3 separate regions of the Zea mays genome follow, and all the other regions are linked to region 1. Evidence: chromatin contacts called from public Hi-C data. All regions are on one chromosome and are shown on one strand. The core of a region is the stretch at or near the end of the contact, and the rest is flanking DNA. Distances in the headings are between cores, read along the strand shown.

Evidence for each region. A called contact is a pair of places that touch in the nucleus more often than the background predicts.
Region 2: a contact with region 1 is called in a Hi-C map of leaf, with 6 times the contacts expected there. The contact joins the promoter of LOC100383821 here to the promoter of LOC103653663 in region 1. A contact is called at or near these places in 3 of 25 Hi-C or Micro-C datasets (ear, leaf and tassel).
Region 3: a contact with region 1 is called in a Hi-C map of bundle sheath, with 3 times the contacts expected there. The contact joins the promoter of LOC103653664 here to the promoter of LOC103653663 in region 1. A contact is called at or near these places in 7 of 25 Hi-C or Micro-C datasets (bundle sheath, ear, endosperm and 2 more).

Annotation. Positions count from the first base shown.
Region 1 is chr4:127,780,235-127,784,554 of Zm-B73-REFERENCE-NAM-5.0, forward strand. It overlaps LOC103653663 (polyadenylate-binding protein RBP47), which reads left to right and starts at 2,368. Exons shown (of 6, transcript XM_008680491.2): 1 at 2,368-2,892; 2 at 3,466-3,919. The coding sequence starts at 2,506.
Region 2 is chr4:128,250,834-128,255,153 of Zm-B73-REFERENCE-NAM-5.0, forward strand. It overlaps LOC100383821 (Bifunctional riboflavin biosynthesis protein RIBA 1 chloroplastic), which reads right to left and starts at 2,158. Exons shown (of 8, transcript NM_001319060.1): 1 at 2,086-2,158; 2 at 1,788-1,883; 3 at 954-1,350; 4 at 331-552. The coding sequence starts at 1,840.
Region 3 is chr4:128,096,771-128,101,090 of Zm-B73-REFERENCE-NAM-5.0, forward strand. It overlaps LOC103653664 (RING-H2 finger protein ATL5), which reads right to left and starts at 1,881. Exons shown (of 1, transcript XM_008680492.4): 1 at 259-1,881. The coding sequence starts at 1,630. The coding sequence ends at 635.

The DNA of each region.
Region 1 (4,320 bases), core at 1,118-3,617:
ATCGTAATCTTTTGTAAAGGGCATGAATGTAATATCTCACAGGTTGTGCCCTGTGCCTATAAATAAATGAACAATACCCCGTACTGTTCACACTGACTTGTATTCATTCGCACGTCACACTCGGATTCTCACCTTCTGTCAAGCCGAAGGTATAAATGTAATTCAATATTATCCATGTTTATTCATGATTATATAATAAAAATGTCTGAATGATATCATATGATTATTCATGTTTTGTATGTGTCATATGATCCTGCTTTCCATTGTATATTGAGATGATGAAGGTACGTCCTTCATGACCTTCGTCTGAAGATCATTATATCCTAAGGGAAATAATGCTTCGAAGGACGAAGGTCTTTAATCATTAACTTTTGTGTTGCCTTGTTCTTAATTCATAGCATTTGAGAACAAGTCCCCAACAGAACCCATACCAAATCACCATGTTCTAATTTTAGCTCCTTCCTACCTTTACTAGTAGCAATGCAATACTTTCGTTCATCTTTTCAATTTGCAACTGAGTTGTTTCATGCAACTTAAGTATAAATACAAAACATTGTGTAGCATTTGTAGAAAATGGTGACGCCTAAGAGGGGGTGAATTAGGACTTCTAAAAACTTCTTTCTTAACTAGGCCACAAAATAAACCTTAGAACAAAACCTATGTAAATAAGCAATCTAGAATGTGCAAACTAAGTTTTGTCTATGTGTTGCTATCTCTACCACAAAAGGAGTTATGCAACCTAAGTTCCAATCCTTTATATTATACACTAAGAAGAGTAGAGATTGCAACTTAAGTAGAGAGAGAGAGAGTAAATGCGGAAGATTAAAGAGCTAGTAGAGAAAGCATAGGTTTTGTTCTAAGGTTAGTTAGACCGTTATTGCTCTTTTGCTCTAGGTGATTAGCGTAGGTATTTTGCGAAGTGCTTTAGGTTAGTTAGACTACTATTGCGCTTTTGCTCTAGGTTGTTCCAAGTTAGTTAAGTGAGTTTAAAATAGTAAAAAAGTATCCTAGTCACTTTTAGCTCCTAAGGAGGAGCTAAACTTTAGTCAATTTGCTTTAACTCTTGGATCAAAACAAGCCTTTAGACGAATTTATAAGGGAGTTTAGGCTACTATCATGTTATGCTATATCTGGTTACTGAAAATTACATTACCGCATGTTATATAAATATATAATATATTATTTATGTGGATAGTTCTAAGAAATATTATAATCATTTTCATCTTATTGTGTTTGTTCCATTTCATATTAAATTAGCAACATGGTAGTATATATACTAAAATGGATTGTGTCTATATGCAAGCATTAAATACCTTGCAAACAGTTAAATAAATAACCTATTGTATACTAGCATATAGTCCGTGCTAACGCTATGATCCCAGAGATGGAGGAGAGAGGTCGACGATGACGAGGGGGAATGAGTGATGATGTAAGATCCAAATAATATTGTACATGGATTTGAGTAAGAGAGAAGATGTTATCCATCGATCTGAATCGTTGGTTTTGATTTTGTGTTAAGTATGATGTAATTTGTTTGGTGGATATAATGGATGATATGATTGTGTGGATGATTTGATTCTGTGTTTTGTAAAGTTTAAACTGGTGAATTATATAGTGCTATAGATATATGGTCTGTTTGGTTCAACTTTTTTCTGACCAACTTTTATGAGAATCTGGCTGTGAGAAGAATCTGATTGTGGAGAGAATTTGATTATCGTTAGAATTATGTGCGGAGGAAGATGAATATATTCATAGGGTTCAGGATCTAGAAAGTAATGGATTCCTACTATTACAATAACTCGACGAATTATGTGTTTATATTGATTTTGGATAGTTTTTAACAAATCAAGTTTTATAAAAGTTGGGTATTTGGTATTCAACATCAACTTTTGGTGGCCAGAACTTATGAAAAGCTGAAACAATCATGACCATAGTTACGTGTTATAATCTAAAGACTAGCTTCGTCCATAGATTATACATGCCCAAACGTCATGCTAATTACTTTCACGTAATCTGCTACTGAAATTAATGATTTTGTAGCATTCCATGTTTTTTAATGCGACTGGTTCCAAATCTACAGACAGTCACTTCAAGTCCAGTTACCGGCCCAGCCTATTATTGCCTGGTAACTGAGCCACATTTCGTCCAGAAATAGCAAAACATCAGCCGCATGCCCGCATATCCACAAAAGTAGCAGCAGCGCCAGCGGCCAGCCGCCAGCGCACCACCCCATTCGACCATTCCCTAAAATCTCCTACTCCGTACCCTACCGGGCCCATGCGTCAGTGTCTTCAACGCCCACCCATCGAACGGCCGCGCCATCGCGAAATCCTAGATCGCACGGCCGAGATCTCTCAGCAACGACATATAAAAATGTAGCGTCAGCCTCTGCGCACGAGCTCTCTCCTCTCTTTCCGCCTCCATCCGACCACCCCCGCGAGCTTCGACAGTTCGACACACGCGGCCGCCCCTTCCCGGCTCCAGCCACACCCCCCGGAGGCGGCGATGCAGATGGCAGCGGCAGTTGCCCCCACCGACGCCCCGGCCTCGGCGTCTGCGGCGGCGGCGCCCTCCCGCCCCCACGCGCACGCCGCGGCAGCGGTGGCGGCCGCGTCGCCTCACCCGCACGCACTGCATCCGCATCACCATATGCCGCAACCGCGGTGGGTGGTCATCCCATACCCTCCTCCACACCATCCCATGGTGGCCGCGCCGCCGCCACCTTCTCTGCAGTTTGTGAAGCATTTTACGCCGCCGTCCTCGGTAACACCGCCGCCGCCGACTGGATCCGGCGGGAACGGGGGCGAGGATAACCGGACCATCTGGGTGGGCGACCTGCAGTACTGGATGGACGAAAACTATCTTCACAGCTGCTTCGGCTCTAGCGGCGAGGTTCCTTCTCTCTCACAGAGCCTGCTCCTCCTCTGATCCAGCATTATCCGTACTGGATCTCTCGAATCCAGCTAGGTTTATTCCATGGCTTAGTGTTGATTCGTCTATACTGTGCTGTAACAGGCTTAGTGGCGTAGTTTTGCGGCAAATCCTGGTTTGGTAACGAAAAAGGAATATGTGATATTATTCTGTTGAATTGTGTTGGTAAGGTAGCAACGTAGTCACATTCTCAGTTAAGGCTACTGTATTTGATCTAAATGGATTATCACTTTAATATATTGTTCACGAATGTCTGTGTTTCTTTGAGAGACTTGCTCTACCACTAACTATCTTTTATTCCATTCATTACTGATTGCCAATTAGCTAGTTATCTGCTATTGTGTTGTTATAAGGTAGTGAAGTCATCAGTTTTTCAGTTAAGACCACTATGTTTGGCTTAAATGGTTTACCCTTTTCTTTGCTGCATCAAGTAAGATTTTGTTGTCTTTTCTTTGAGAGATTTGCTCCATCATTACGTTACCATTTTCTCCATGCGTTACTAATTGCTGTATCACTATTCATCTGCTATTGTAGGTGGTGAATATTAAAGTCATTCGCAATAGACACTCGGGAGTTTCTGAGGGTTATGGTTTTATAGAGTTTTATACTCACGTTTCAGCAGAGAAGGCACTGCAGAATTTTTCTGGTCACGTAATGCCTAATACTGACCGGGCTTTTAAGTTAAACTGGGCATCATATAGTATGGGAGAAAAACGCTCGGAAATTTCGTCTGATCACTCGATATTTGTTGGCGATTTGGCTGTTGATGTTACTGATGCGATGTTGCTGGAACTTTTTTCTAACAAATACCGATCGGTGAAAGGAGCTAAAGTTATTATTGATGCAAACACAGGCCGTTCTAGAGGCTACGGCTTTGTTAGGTTTGGAGATGATAATGACAAAATTCATGCAATGACTGAAATGAATGGTGTTTACTGTTCCACAAGACCAATTCGTGTAGGACCAGCGACTCCTAGAAGATCTCAAGGTATTTCCAGAATTGAAGTTTTTTATTTAGGCTGTGACTCCAGTTACTATTTTACAAATCTATAATGCTTTTTTCCATATTCCATGATCTTGACTATATATTAGTCAATGCTATCTGTTGAGAATTTTATTGCTACCATAGAAATTTCCCTGTTACAAATATGCAATGAGTTCCACACATATAACTGGGAGTTGTAACAATCAATTTTGTGGCATATCTATTCTTTATTGCTCAATGCTATGAGTTTTTAAGGTGGTGGTTATATTTCAATATTTTGGGTAGATGTAACATGTTACTACATGCATCGTGCATACATCTTCAAATAGGTCATATTTTGGGGGCCTGGTTTTCCTATCATCTACTCCAGTAATTGGGGCTCTATCGGCTGGTGTGCAGGTTTT
Region 2 (4,320 bases), core at 908-3,407, 470 kb after region 1:
AATAAAAAATATCAGTATGAACAAGAATCACTCAGTCACCACATTGAGTATGTAGGTCAGACCCAGTGCTGGCGGCTCCCACATGAGTGGGGTCTAGGAAGGAATCACCACATAGTGTCTCAAAAAAATATCAAGCATTGAGTATTTCAGCATGTAATAAACAGCAACAGCTCCTGTATATGAGCTATTTATATTTGATAAGGAAGCCAGTCGTAAAGACAACAATACTAATGTACATACTTCTGACAAGAAACAACAAAAGATTACCATATCAACATCAATAGCTAATACAAAAGTGGTGGCAGGAGAATAATAATGATAATATCATACCACTGTAACAGTAAAAGCAGTGCATAGCTTCTCCTCGTTTTCTTTTGTGGTAACCATCAAAGGAAGGCTCAGTCTTTCCAGATCATCTTCTTTCATGCTGACACAAACAATTCCTGTTCCATGCCTTACTATAAAAGCCATCGCCTCTGGGGTAACCAAGGAGGCAGCCATTATCAGATCTCCTTCATTTTCCCTTGATTCGTCATCAACAACAATCACAAGCTTCAAGTATAAAACAATGTTAGCAGACAATAGATGAGATGGAAGTAATAGAGTGAAAGGGACTCTAGCATAATGGTTAAGGCTTACGAGTAGCACGTTTAGATCCCGTGTTCGATCCCATCTGGGACGAATTTCTGACTTGGTTAAAAAAATCGCCTCGTTGTATCCTGCCCGCTCCTAGGTTACGTCCCGCGTGCCACCCACTGGCTGACCCGTTGCAGAGTGGGCGGTGATAGCCCGCTACTGATGGGGTCAGGGTTTGAGGATTTTTTTTTTGACCGAGACCATGTTTCGGTCTCTTCTTAATATAATACTAGGAGGGTGGTCTTTCATTCCCGGGCTGAGTTTTTTTTTAAGATGGAAGTAATAGATATCATAAGAACATTTAAAGATGTACTAACTTTTCCTTGCCGTACGTCCTCAATGGCATCTGGAATCGACGCGAAGCCCTCTGTCGGGCTATCCAAATCAAGTTCAGTATCTGTGTCATCATCTGAGAACTTGTCCATAACAAGTGCCAAATTAGCAGAGAGGATTTCTGGCGTCATCATTGAATCCATTGGGAGTACAGGATCAGCAACCGGATGGTCCTCGCCACGAACGGATGTGCTTTTTGGCAATAGCGTGTTGCCATTCCCAGAGAAACCGTCAGCTGGATAACCACCATCATTTTTGAAGGATAATGCTACTCTCAAGCCCACTGATTTCACCCTAGTGCTGTTTGAATTTGTAGCCAAGAAACTGCAGACCGATGCCTTTGTCTCCTTGGATACACTGCACCATTTCAAGAACTGGGCCCTGCGTTGTAGCAAACAGGCGATCAGAAACCAACAATCATTCTCAAACACCCAAACGAGTGTAGCCTTACGAATGAACGTTAGAATTCTCGCAAAAAAAATCTCTAGTTGAGTTCCGACTCCCAAGGATACTCTTTCACATCACTGTCAAGTGAAAAAAAAATGTATCCCGCTGTACCTATGTTCTCCTGCGTTTCACCAATTATTGAGTTTACTGACTAGTTCACACAGGTTGAGACAGATTATATCAGGCATACAAAAACGTGCACTTTGGTTGCGGTTTTTGTGTTCCAAAGCAGACCAAATCAAAGACGATCAACAAACCGAGCCAGAAACAAATGCCAGTAGGAGCAAACCCTCCGTCCTGTTTCCTCAAGAACAAACCGAGCCGGCGCAAACATGCGAACCAGCAAGGGCGCGCAAGCAAGGGCTTCTTACGGTTGGCGGGTGAGGGCAGCGACGGAGGAAGACGGAGGCGGAATCGAAGCCATGCTCGACTGGAACGCTGGGTCCGACGAGGAGATACAAAACAACCTGGAACCACAACAGAGCGCGCGCCGGATTAAGCAAACTAGCTCGAATTTTGATAAAATCCAGGAGCAAGGATAAAAAAACAACGGGAAGCCCCGTCGGAACGCGAGATCTAGTACAAGCCGAACCGGGGCAAGACGAGCTGGGGATTCCTCGCAGCTTACGAGACAACGGGAAGGAGCGGGAGCGGGCCGGAATGTCTTACCGCTGGCGCTGCTCTGGCGAAGACGACGGCGACGTCGGCAATTGTAGGAGGACACGTGTTGTTTGGGTTTTGGTTGTGTGGTGATTAGGGGTTTGGTGCGGGTGGGGTGGGAGACGAATAGATGGCAATTGAGACGAAAGTGTTATCTAAATTGTTACTATAAATTTAATATTTTAAAAAAGACTAGATATACGCTTATGTATTGCTATAGAAGTTAAAAATTAGTATAAACTAATCGGTTAACCGTGCGTTGCGACGGCTCATAACAATATCCATATAAATTATTTATAAAAAGATTTTAAGATTTTTTATTGATTGTCTCCGCTCTTCGCATAATATTTTTTATGAACGCACGAGTACCATAGACAGCAAATCAGAGACCTCCATCCCTCGTCTCTCCCACTTCCAAGGTTTCGTAGAGCATGAGGGGAAGGAAAGAAGCGGACATACATGTTCGTTGTCGAAGAAGGACACGACGAAGACCTGGACATCTGGAGTCGACATAGATAGTATACCGCTAGATATATAGGGAGAGAGCACGCAAGCGGAGGAAGAACCCCAGCCGGAGCAGCTCCAAACTGAGAGGCACACGCACCAGACGTCAATCCGAGAAGGACGAGAGAATGCAAGTGTTTTCCCAGCCTTAGACTCGCCGAAGCGACACAACACCACCACCAACTCCGTAGCATATGCCGACCGCTGCCACGCTACGGGCCTTGGTTGTCCAATATTCAGACCTGGACTCCTCATCGCCAAGATAACCTAAGCGTGGCAGGCGTCACCATGCCCTCCTCGACGGCACGCACGGAGAAAGGCCAGGAGCATGACCGTACCCGTGTCGACGAGCGTCGGTCGGCTCGCGGCTGCGACCGTGGGCGGGGGCAGCAGGCTGGGGAGGAAGAACAGCGTGAAGGCCGGGAAGACGAACGGGACGTCCGACAACGGCGAAAACGATGGTGCACACATGATGTGAAACGTCCTCGTGGACGTGCAATAGCCACTGCGCGAGTCGGTGTCGGGGCTGGTGTCGGACGAATACGAGAAGGAGGCGCATGCTCCTACTCCCTCTGCCGAGAATGGGGTGGCGCGGAGGTGAAGGCATGATGGGAGAGAGTGAAAGGGAAATAGGGTTAACCTTTTCCCACAATTAATTTTGGTGGTTGAATGCCCAACACAAATATATGGACTAACTAGTTTGCTCTAGAATACATGTTCTACAGGTGCAAAAAGGTTCAACACAAACCAATAAATATTCAAGTTACGGATCAAATTCAAAGGAGCAAAAGAAACCAAGAGTGCTCTGGTCTGGCACACCGGACTGTCCGGTGTGCTACTGGACAGTGTCCGGTGCACCAGGGCCATACAGGGTTGAACCAGCCACCCTCGGGTTTCAGCATGCGCGCTCCGCTATAATTCACCGGACTGTGCGGTGTGCCAGAGGAGCAACGGCTAACTCGCGCAACGGTCGACTGCAAAAGGGGCTGACAGAGGAACAGTGCGCGCAGAGTCAGAGCCGCAGAGTCAAAGGCGCACCGCACAGTGAACAGTACCTGTCCGGTGTGGCACCGGACTGTCCGGTGACACAAGAAGACAACGGTGCCAACGGTCGACTGCTCCCGAATCCTAGTGGTTGGGTGACGTGGCGGCGCACCGGATAGTGAACAGGACCAGTCCGGTGGTGCACCGGACCAGCAGCCTTCCCCAACGGCTTCTTGGTGGTTAAGGGCTATAAATACCCCCCAACCACCACAACTCCAAGCATCCAAGTCTTCTGAAGTTTTCATTCAATATAAGAGCTAGTGCATTCACTCCTAGACACAAATCAAAAGATCAAAGCCTCTTCAAGTCCCAAATTCATTCCAACCACCTAGTGACTTGAGAGAGTGTGTGTTCATGTTCATTTGCGCTCTTGTTGCTTGGATCGCTTTCTTCCCTCTTAATTCTAGTTCCAAAGTGACTTGTAATCAAAGCAAGAGACACCTAAGTGTGTGGTGGTCCTTGCGGGGTCTAAGTGACCCGTTTGATTAAGGAGAAAGCTCACTCTGTCTAGGTGACCGTTTGAGAGAGGGAAAGGGTTGAAAGAGACCCGGTCTTTGTGACCACCTCAATGGGGATTAGGTTCTTTGGAACCGAAACTCGGTAAAACAAATCACCATGTTCATTCGCTTGATTTCCATTTGATTTGTTTTCCCCTCTCTCCTGGACTTGATTTAAGTACTAACGCTAACCCCAACT
Region 3 (4,320 bases), core at 631-3,130, 320 kb after region 1:
TGGTCCATCCATAGGGTACTTACAGTTTGTTATTTTTGTGCATGTTATTTTGTTGTTTACTACTACTATGAATAATTATTCACACATATATATTTGTCATCACATTTATTTTATTACGCTATATTTTAAATTAAATTAAATCTAAAAATGCATAAATTCCTAACATGACCTAACAGGGACTCCGTGCTTGAGGATCACGCTTCCGTGAACTAGCAGTGTCCGCTGCTCGCCAGGACTCGAAGCTCGGAAATCGTGTTCTCATCATGCCGAATGGTAAAAATCATATCAATATTTACAGATCACTTTCGTATCGAAACAGTTTCAAGTTCCAGTTAGAGATACGCTGAGCTCGGATAAAGAAAAAAAGAAATATAAAACAGATGGAGTTTCAGTTACAGGAAGGACATATTTGAGTTTTTATACAGCAGCCGAAGCATTCCTCTGAATCTTGCAAAGAACAAGCAAGCTGAACACCACAATGCAGGTGTGACTGTTCAGCGAACCTCCGCGCTGAAATTGAAAACTGTACAGAGTATCAGCAGAAACAAGCGTGATCAGTGGCAGGCAAAAAACAAGATACAGATCTTCCGTCCCATCACAGCGGCAGGAGCGAGCTGCGTGCGCGGCAATGCCGCTAGAGGAGCGTCCACCGGCTGCTGGCGGACCATGACCTCTTCAGCTCAGCAGGCTCTGGTGACACCTCGCAGCAAACAGCACCGCATGTCCCCTGCTCCTCGCGGCCGGCCGGCTCGCCTTCAGGATCGACCTCGGCTGACACCGGCGGCGGCGACCGCGAGTCCATGGAAGCCACCCGCCGGAAGTTCTGTGCCCGTGCTCCGTGGTGCCGAACCTGCCGACGTCGCCGTTCCAGTTCCAGCGAGCTGGAGTGGTCGGGCTGATCGATTTGGACTCGCAGCTCTTGGTGGTGCTCGTTGGCCTGCTGATCGAGCCGCTCCAGTTCCGTGGTTGGGGTATTGCTTGCGGATCGCTCGGCCGAGGCGTCGGCGGCGTCGGTCCCCGGGGGTTGCTCGGCGTCGGCGTCGGCGGCCGCGGCGCCTGGGTCCATCACGTCGGCGCGGCAGAGCGGGCAGCTGACGTGGGCCCGGAGCCAGGTGTCTATGCACTCAACGTGGAACGCGTGGGCGCACTTGGGGAGCAGCCGGAGGAGCTCGCCGTCCTGGAACTCGCCGAGGCAGACGGTGCAGTCGGAAGCGCCGAGCACGCCGCCGGCGCAGTACCGCGTAAGCGCGATGGACTCGATCGCCGCGTTGTCGAGCCCGACGGTCCGGATGTGCCACACGTGGTGCACGACCTCTCCGCCGGGACCGCCGTCGCCTTCGCCTTCGTCGGGGAAGGTGGCGGCCGCCGCCGGTGCCAAGGCGGCTTCAAGGAGCGCCTCTCGACGACGCCGCAGCCGCCTGCGCCGGACGAAGACAAGTATGGAGAGGCAGAGAGCGAGGAAGACAAGCACCGAGGTGGCGATGATGAGAGCCGTGACGAAGGTGCTGCGGCCGTGGGAGGCGGGGGGAGGAAGAGGAGGGTAAGGCCACGGGGGAGGTAGAGCCGCAGCAGGCGGGCACCGGTGATCTTGGCCATCGTCGTCGCAGGGGTCGGGTATTTGCGGAACCATCGATGCAGCCGGTCAGGTCAGGTCAGGTAAGGCCGGAGACGGTGGCCGGTGCTTGGCGCGCTGGCTCGTGTGTTCATGGCCGACGGAGCCGGGTGAGCGAGAGAACGAGGAGACGGGAACGCCGCTGAGGCGCTGAGAGGGAGAAAGGCAGTAACTTCTTGGCGTCCTTGACAGGCCGCGTAAAACATTGCCCGACGCGGTGCGTGTGGGAAAAACATTGCCCGCGAGCGCGCGATGGCGTCACGACGCCGACACGCGTGACTTTTGTGTCTGCAGTCTGCACGGAATACTGGCTGACCGAGGCCGATGGCTGCCGTAGGCACGCACACAGCCACGCAGGCTACGCGGGGGTTGTTGGGAGTCGGGGACCGCCGGGCCACTGGGCCTGGAGGCCGTTGGCTCAGCCTCACACAGGTCCATCATGACCTAGTTACCTACGGCTACATGTTAAGGCCGGTTCTAATTAACTTCGGTCTTTAACGACCGCTGACGCGACTAGATATATGGACGGTTAGCATCGACTGTTAAAATTTGTCTTGGTTCTATCCTTACTGTTGAGGATCAGTGACGTGGATTAATCTCGTCCACTAATCTAGATTAAGCAGTTAACAAGTGAAGGGTTGTGTCTGTCTGAGATAGCAGTTTCACGTATGTTCAAGATGTATATATATGTGTACACAGTCATTAATGAAAGATCAGTTCTCTCCATTTCGTCATTTCTCCAAACACGTTATCAGCACTTCGCTCCAACCAACAGAGAAGAGAAGCAACCAACGCAGAAGAGACGGAGTTCGTGAAGAACCAGAAAAGGTGAGATGCCGAACATCAACCTTGTGGTTTCCATGGTGACAGCGGCTGTGGTTCGCGAGTTCCGTCGTGGGAACCGCTTCGGCATCCTGGCTCGCGCTCGTCTCCAGGCCGCCATACGGCGCAGCCTCCTCCGCAGCGGCGTTGCAGGGTTTCATCATCGTCATGTGCGCGTGCCGAGGGCCACGGAGACGGTTTTCGTACCCGTACCGACGGACTTCCTCCAGCCGGTGCCGCTGCAGGTCATCCCACCACCGATGGCATACCCTGCTGGTACTGAGTTTCCACCGGGGTTTTGCCCGGTGCACGGGTGGAACATTCCACCGCCAGAGACGACACCTCCTCCTGCCGCGGCGGTAACCACTGAGGTGGTTTCCCCATGGAGGGCTCCGATGAGCGATACCGCGGGCGCGACGGCGGCTCCAAGCCGCGGCTGGATCCGCACCGGGCATGTGCCGGGGCTTCCCAATGGCTTCGGGCCCATGGACGCTGGTGCATCGTTGCCGGAGGAGGGCGTGGAGATGGCAGCACATGGCGGCAGACCGCGCGGAGACGCTGCTGCAAGGAGCAGTCGTGGCACAGTTACTGTAGAGAACGGCGTTGGCACTGCTGCTGCAAATGGCGGCGGTGGGCGGATGCTGTGAACAGCAACTGGGGTCTGGCAGCCGGTGATTCTCTAGTGCGGCGGCGACATGTGTCTAGGGTTAATCCCTAACCCTGTCGAGCCTGTGTCCATTTATATCTGTGATGCGTCGTGGGTGAATGCACATCAATTAATCATTGATGAAAGTGGACATGATCCACAAACCCCTTTAAGAATGCGCATATCCAAAGTGGGGGCATCGAAAAACTCGAGGATTATCGACCTGGGAAATGTTGATGAACCTTTAAGGGTGAACGAACTTGCCATTAATTACATCGAATCTGGAAAGTCCTTTGACCGAAAGGCTACCATTGTCGACACCTATTTCTCTGAGGAAATTGCGGACATCCTCATTGACCCAGAACCCCAATCCATGACAGAGTGTAAAAAACGCTCAGATTGGGGTAAATGGAAGGAAGCAATTGAAGCAGAGATAACCTCGCTTTATAAAAGACAAGTATTCTCAGAAGTAATGCCCACACCTCGAGGCATTTTTCCTGTTGGATACAAATGGGTTTTTGTCCGGAAACGGAATGAACAAAATGAAGTGGTGAGATATAAAGCAAGGTTGGTAGCACAAGGCTTCACGCAAAAGCCCGAAATTGATTATAATGAGACTTACTCTCTAGTGATGAATGGCATAACATTCCAATACTTGATATCATTGGCAGTACAAAATCATCTATCTTTGCAGTTGATGGATGTAGTGACCGCATATCTATATGGGTCACTGGATTCGGAAATCTATATGAAGGTTCCTAATGGAATTAATATACCGAATCAAAGGCACACCGTAACATGTACTGTGTAAAATTGCAAAAGTCCTTATATGGATTAAAGCAATCAGGGCGAATGTGGTACAATCGCTTAAGTGAATTCCTTTCTTTAAAGGGATACACTAAGAATGATGACTGCCCTTGTGTCTTCATTAAAAAAATCACCAACTGGATTTTGTATCATCTCGGTATATGTTGATGATCTCAACATTATTGGAAATGAGAATGATATTAATGAAGCACGTCATCATTTAAAGACGGAGTTTGAAATGAAGGATTTGGGTAAAACCAAATTTTGCTTAGGTTTACAACTTGAGCATTTACCTTCTGGAATTTTTATATACCAAGGAGCCTATGTCCAGAAAATATTGGAAAAGTTCAATATGAACAAGTCATATCCAACTAGAACCCCTATGGTCGTCCGGTCTCTAGATATGGAGAAGGATATTTTTCGACCTAGGGAT